Linked DNA regions of Ovis aries: region 1 is linked to region 2. The links are chromatin contacts, called in public Hi-C maps. All regions are on one chromosome and are shown on one strand. The core of a region is the stretch at or near the end of the contact, and the rest is flanking DNA. Distances in the headings are between cores, read along the strand shown. Region 1 has its middle 54 kb from the start of TRNAG-CCC. Region 2 holds the start of IFNGR1 (interferon gamma receptor 1).

Region 1 (2,819 bases), core at 106-2,605, 92 kb before region 2:
GCCACCAAAAGCAGATCGAACACCCTATCTCATTGTGGTTCTTTCTTTGTATCTCTAGTTATGCAAAACCTTTCTGCTATTTCTCAGGTTGATCTCATAGATAATGTCTGTTGCTGTTGTTGTTCTGTTGCCAAGCTGTGTCCAACTCCTTGCAACCCCATGGACTGCTGCAAGCCAGACCTTACTGTCCCTCACTATCTCCCAGAGTTTGCGCAAGTCCATGTCCCTTGATGCCATCCCACTATCTCATCCTCTGCCGCCCTCTTCTCCTTTTGCTCTCTAAATAGCTGTAATTGTGGTGTGCCCATGGCAGGAACTAAGCTCAGGGTCTTTCTACTCTGCCACCTTGGCTACACCTTCAATTTTTTGCTTTTATGGAAAAATAAAAAAGTTATTTCAATTCGGGGTTTTATTACAAAATGGATTGCAAATAATAGTGATCTAGAAATTCATTGATTTTCCTCTGGTCTTAGAGTGGTATTCCTATTATTCCCTCTAATTTTTATTGTTTTCTAAGTTTTGATTAATAATTTTATTTTTTTTCACTTATTACAGAAAAATACATGTGGATAAAACTCCTATAATTGAATTTTCTGCAGAAAATAGCTTTTTAATGAGCTTCTGAAACGCGTTAGGTTTAGAAACTAGCCTTTACACAACTACCTCACTGAAATCAATATTTTGTAAAACATCTGTGAATACATGAGCTTCTCAAGGACACAAGATCACAGGGTGGCAGCAGAAAAGATTTTTTTATGATTATGATGCTAGGGGGTCAATTCTCTCTTGGAATTTCCTCTCTATAAGCCCTTATTTTCTCCAAGTTCAGTTCAGTTCAGTCACTCAGTTGTGTCCAGCTCTTTGCGATCCCATGAATCACAGCACGCCAGGCCTCCCTGTCCATCACCAACTCCCAGAGTTCACTCAGACTCACGTCCATATACCTCAAATTCCATCTCCTTCATGATACCTCCAAATACTCAAGCCAATACCAAGTTTTTCTTTACATGTGAAATTCTATGACTCTTGGTGTTATTATCCTACAACATAGGATATTTTATAAGATTATAAAATAAGATTATTTTATATGATTTCTGTTTCTTGGGGTCAACTTTTTCTCCACAAGATGCCTATAAACTCTTTAAAGAGAGCAAGCTTGTCATACGTGTGCTTGGTACATCTGCTTTTGGGGAGTCCATTAGTGGCTGATGGTGCAAATAACTGAAGGAGAAGCACTTAGAAGGATGTAAATGTAGAAGTTAGAAGTTGCCTAAATTCCACAGTCAGCCCACACAACCACTTCCCTTACTTGTGTGGACATGTCAACCTTTTTCTGGATTACGCCCAGCTTTGAAGATAAGGATTATTTTTCACTCATCTTGGTCTTCTCTCCCTTTTACCCACACTCCTCCCCGCTACCCCACTAAAAAAGTCTACCCAAGTAGTCTGCAAAAACCTGAGCTGCCTCAGAATTTATATCAAAGAACTATTTACCAAGAAATGAATCTTGATGATAGAAAGATAAATGGTGGATCCAACACTGCAGGCAACTTCTGACTTGGCTGCTGAAAGTGTCTGCATCGGGGCCTCCTTTTTTTACTAAGCAGAGAAAACCACACATGGCACCCTGTGATATGATCAATTTCCTACCATTGCCTCACCCCTTTCCCTCTCAGTCACAACTAAAAATAAAAGAGAAACAAATGGAGGGTGTTTCTCTTAAGACAGGGAAACTAGAATTCTCCTAAATGGGGCTCATTCTGTTTGTTCTATAAATTGGGTTGTCTCAGATAGCATCAGATACCTTCAGGAAAGCCTTATCTAGGCTACTCTAATCAAATTGTCCTCTTCTATCAACTGAGGAGCCTGAAAGCCTCTATCCCTGCCTGAACTGGGAGTAACGGGTCTGTGATTAACTGGAAAGCTAAATGAACTTTATTTACTGGGCAGAATTAACTGATTCTACCACATTTTTCTGTTACTTGGTGTTTGCCAAGGTCAATCCCATCTGTAATATAGCTTTCCCAAGACTCAGTCTGTGTGTTTTATCTTAACTGCTTCCTGCAATCAGTGGGTTTTAATCTCTATGAGAAGTTTCCTAGGAACTGAGGAAGTTGAGAAACTGCATGAGCAGAAAGAGTTGGCATAATGTATCAGAGGACAGAGAAATGCAACCCACATGCACGTACTAGGCACTGACTTTATGCAAAGTGCTGTGCTAATTGTTTAGACAGGAAGATAAGTTTAAGATACAAGTCCTGCCCTCTAAGAACTCACAATCTGCTTGTGGGAAATGTGAACACACACACACACACACACAGCCCTAATTCTAGTCAGAGAGTGCCAGGTTGTTCCACAGAGGGATTATAAAAGTGCTGAGAGAAAAGAAAAAATAATGTATTCTGAGAATATTAGGAACTTCATAGGTAAGTTAATATTTTCAAATATAATCTAAAGACAAAGTGTCAACAGGCAAAGAAGATATGTATATTACACAAAAGAAAACAGGGCAATTGGTGAATTGGTTTTAGATTTTAAAAATATTTTTATTTTCATAGCATAAAGTTTCAGAATTAATTAAAAAACTTTTATTGGAGTATTAGAGTTTGACTGTGAAGAAGGCTGAGCACTGAAGAATTGATGCTTTTGAACTGTGGTGTTGGAGAAGACTCTTGAGAGTCCCTTGGACTGCAACGAGATCCAACCAGTCCATTCTGAAGGAGATAGCCCTGGGATTTCTTTGGAAGGAATGATGCTAAAGCTGAAACTCCAGTACTTTGGCCACCTCATGAGAAGAGTTGACTCATTGGAAAAGACTC
Region 2 (2,816 bases), core at 169-2,668:
TTATTATAAATTAAGTGATCTTGCTAATATTTCCTCTCTATGTTGTACATCTTCATAATGTTTTTCTTAAAAAATTAATTTTAATGTGATCATGCCTTCTTTCATCCAACAAATATTGAGTCCCAAAGATTTCAACCCTATAGTGCTTACATTCTACAAAGATGAGAAAATAAACATCAAAATACATATTGTAGAGCATGAGGGAAGGTGATAAATGCCCCTCTCTCTCTCTCACACACACACACACACACACACACACACACAACAAAAAACCAGTAGGGCAAGGTAAACAGGATGGGAAGATGGGTTGCAATCTCAAAATTTTGCAGAAAGCCATAAGCAGACACTTGAAGCAAGCTAGGTAGTTAGCCATATGCATATCTAAGCATGATCCAAGAAGGGTAGACGCCAATGTGGCTGAAGTAGAATAGGTGAGGCAATGCAGAGTAATAGATGTGGTCATAGAGGTAAAAAGGCAGATGTTAATGATGACAGGCTGCTATTTAATAGCTGAAAAGGTAATACAAATTCTTTTTCCTCCAAGAATAAAGTAGTTCTTGCCCGAGCCAATTAGATTTGGGCTGTGACACTTTGCACAAACCATTTCCCGGCAAAGCTTCTGGTTCCTCAACTACAAATGCAGGGATTCCAGAAGCCATGTAAGGACTCTTTCTGCCCTAAACTCTCAAATTCCCAGAGGCATTGATGGCAAAGGCTAATACGTGGTAAAGGAAGAATTATGGCTAGGTTGTGGCGTTGAACAAAGTTCTGCAATCCTCAATTCAGTTCAGTGGCTCAGTCGTGTCCTACTCTTTGCGACCCCATGGACGGCAGCACGCCAGGCCTCCCTGTCCATCACCAACTCCCGGAGTTTACTCAAACTCATGTCCATTGAGTTGGTGATGCCATCCAACCATCTCATCCTCTGTCGTCCCCTTCTCCTCCCACCTTCAACCTTTCCCAGCATCAGGGTCTTTTCAAATGAGTCAGTTCTTCGCATCAGGTGGCCAAAGTATTGGAGTTTCTAGCAATCCTAGAAAAAGGATTGCAAAAAAGAGGAAGATGAATTACGGCAAGTAGTGCCAAGCTTAAAGAACATAACCTTTGGACCCAAGGTGCTCACAAACGGGTGAGCCAAGATCGCCACCACAGACTGCCGTGCCCCTAACGCTGAGCTTCCACAGAGGCGACCTCTCTTTGACTTCCCTCTGTATTCCAGCTCGCCTACCCGATTCAACCTTCTCGGCCACCTCAGCCTCCCCTCAGGGGCCCTAATTACCCCCACGCAGGCCGCCCTCCCCGCCCAGGCCCCGCCTCCCGGCCCTGGCCCCGCCTCCTGGGCCAAGCTGGCCCCCCAGTCCTGGTCTCGGCCTCCAGGTCCGCGCCCTTCTTTCCCGTCCACGCCCCGCCTCCCCCTGGAGGGATGGTCGGCGGCGGAGGAAGTGACGCAAGACCTAAGCCCGAGGTTCGCGCGGGTGTATACCCGCGGTGGTGCTGGGCAGCACCGGCGTTAGCCTGGAGCAGCATGGCTCTCCTCTTTTTCCTCGTCCCTGTCTTGCTGACCGGAAGCTGGGTTGAGATGAGCGCCGCGAATCCGGGACTCTCTTCGGGTACTGTCGCTCGCGGCAGGGCCGCAGGCGGGTGGGGACGGGAAAGGAGGGAGCCCCACCGGCCAGGAAGCCCCGCCCGGGGTCGGGGCCGCTCCAGCGTCGGTCTTCGACGCCCGGCGGCGGCTTCGGGTCCTAAGGGGGCGGCCGTGGGAAGGTGACGCCGAGTGTCCGCGGTTTGCAGCCTTCAGTTCCCTTTTTCTGGCCTCTTCCGCGGTTGCCGAAACAAAACGCGTTCTCTTAATTCGTTTTTAAATAAGTGAGTTACCTGGTGAGCAGTTGCACACTGTGGCCACAGCTCATGATTTAAATATTCGTAAGGTTGGCCCCGAATTCTTAGACGTTCTTTCGCCAGCTGAGAATTATTAAAAGGCAGTTAAGTGGCCGTCTTACGTGCGAGTCTGGAAGTGGTTCAGGGCATGTACTCTCGAGTCCGTTTGTCAGGCAGTAGGTCTCTTGGCAGACCTCAGTTCCTCCTTTATCTCCACCTGCTTAAAGAGATTTCCCAGGAAACATGTTTTTCTAAAGCTCAGTGTAGTGATAATTAGGCGCTCCGGTGAAATCTGTAAACTCTTTCTGCAAAAGAGGCAAACCTAGATTATCGGAAAGCGGGGCATTCTGGAGCGTTTCCTCTGTGTACGCTGTTAGCAGCTGCCTAGAAGGGGTCAGGGCGACCCCGCCTCCTTTACTCTTGGCAAACGCGGGGTCTGCACCTGTGTTATGACTTCCTCTGTGACCCTTGTTAGATGCAGTCCCTTTATATCCCGCTCTCCTTTGGCTTGCTCTTTAGAAGTCAAGTAAACAAATAGTTAAGTCATTCCTTGGAAGAGACATTGCACCATTTGTGTTGGAAATACAAAAATAACTTCAGTTTTTGCCTTAAAGGATCTTGATGGTTTAACTGTTATTGGGCACTGTTGTAAGTTCTTATCACATCATTTCCCAAACGTCCTATAAAGTAGACGCTGTTCTAGCTCTTATTTATGGATGAGAAGTTGAGGCATGGAATCTACTAAATTGCTGCTATTCACTGGGAAGCTTGGCAGTTGGGTTCCTGAATCCGAAGTACTTAACTCTATTCTCTGCCATTACTAGGGCGAGTTGGTCACCCATAAGAGCAGTTTCAGTCCATTGTGATAAGAGCTAGAACTTACACATAGTTTACTGGAAAGCAACACATGGGTGCCTGACTCAGAAGGGGAATCAAGG

What was found. A called contact is a pair of places that touch in the nucleus more often than the background predicts.
Region 1: a Hi-C map of blood shows a contact between it and region 2, with 2.7 times the contacts expected there. The contact joins the enhancer-like site here to the promoter of IFNGR1 in region 2. A contact is called at or near these places in 4 of 16 Hi-C or Micro-C datasets (blood, skin fibroblasts and tail adipose tissue).

Annotation. Positions count from the first base shown.
Region 1 is chr8:62,491,272-62,494,090 of ARS-UI_Ramb_v3.0, reverse strand. No RefSeq gene overlaps it. Among named protein-coding and RNA genes, the nearest start is that of TRNAG-CCC, 54 kb to the left of the region's middle. Within about 2 kb of position 1,355, at least 2 of the 54 cell types and tissues checked have an H3K27ac peak or open chromatin away from gene starts, as enhancers often do.
Region 2 is chr8:62,399,773-62,402,588 of ARS-UI_Ramb_v3.0, reverse strand. It overlaps IFNGR1 (interferon gamma receptor 1), which reads left to right and starts at 1,418. Exons shown (of 8, transcript XM_012182970.4): 1 at 1,418-1,610. The coding sequence starts at 1,424.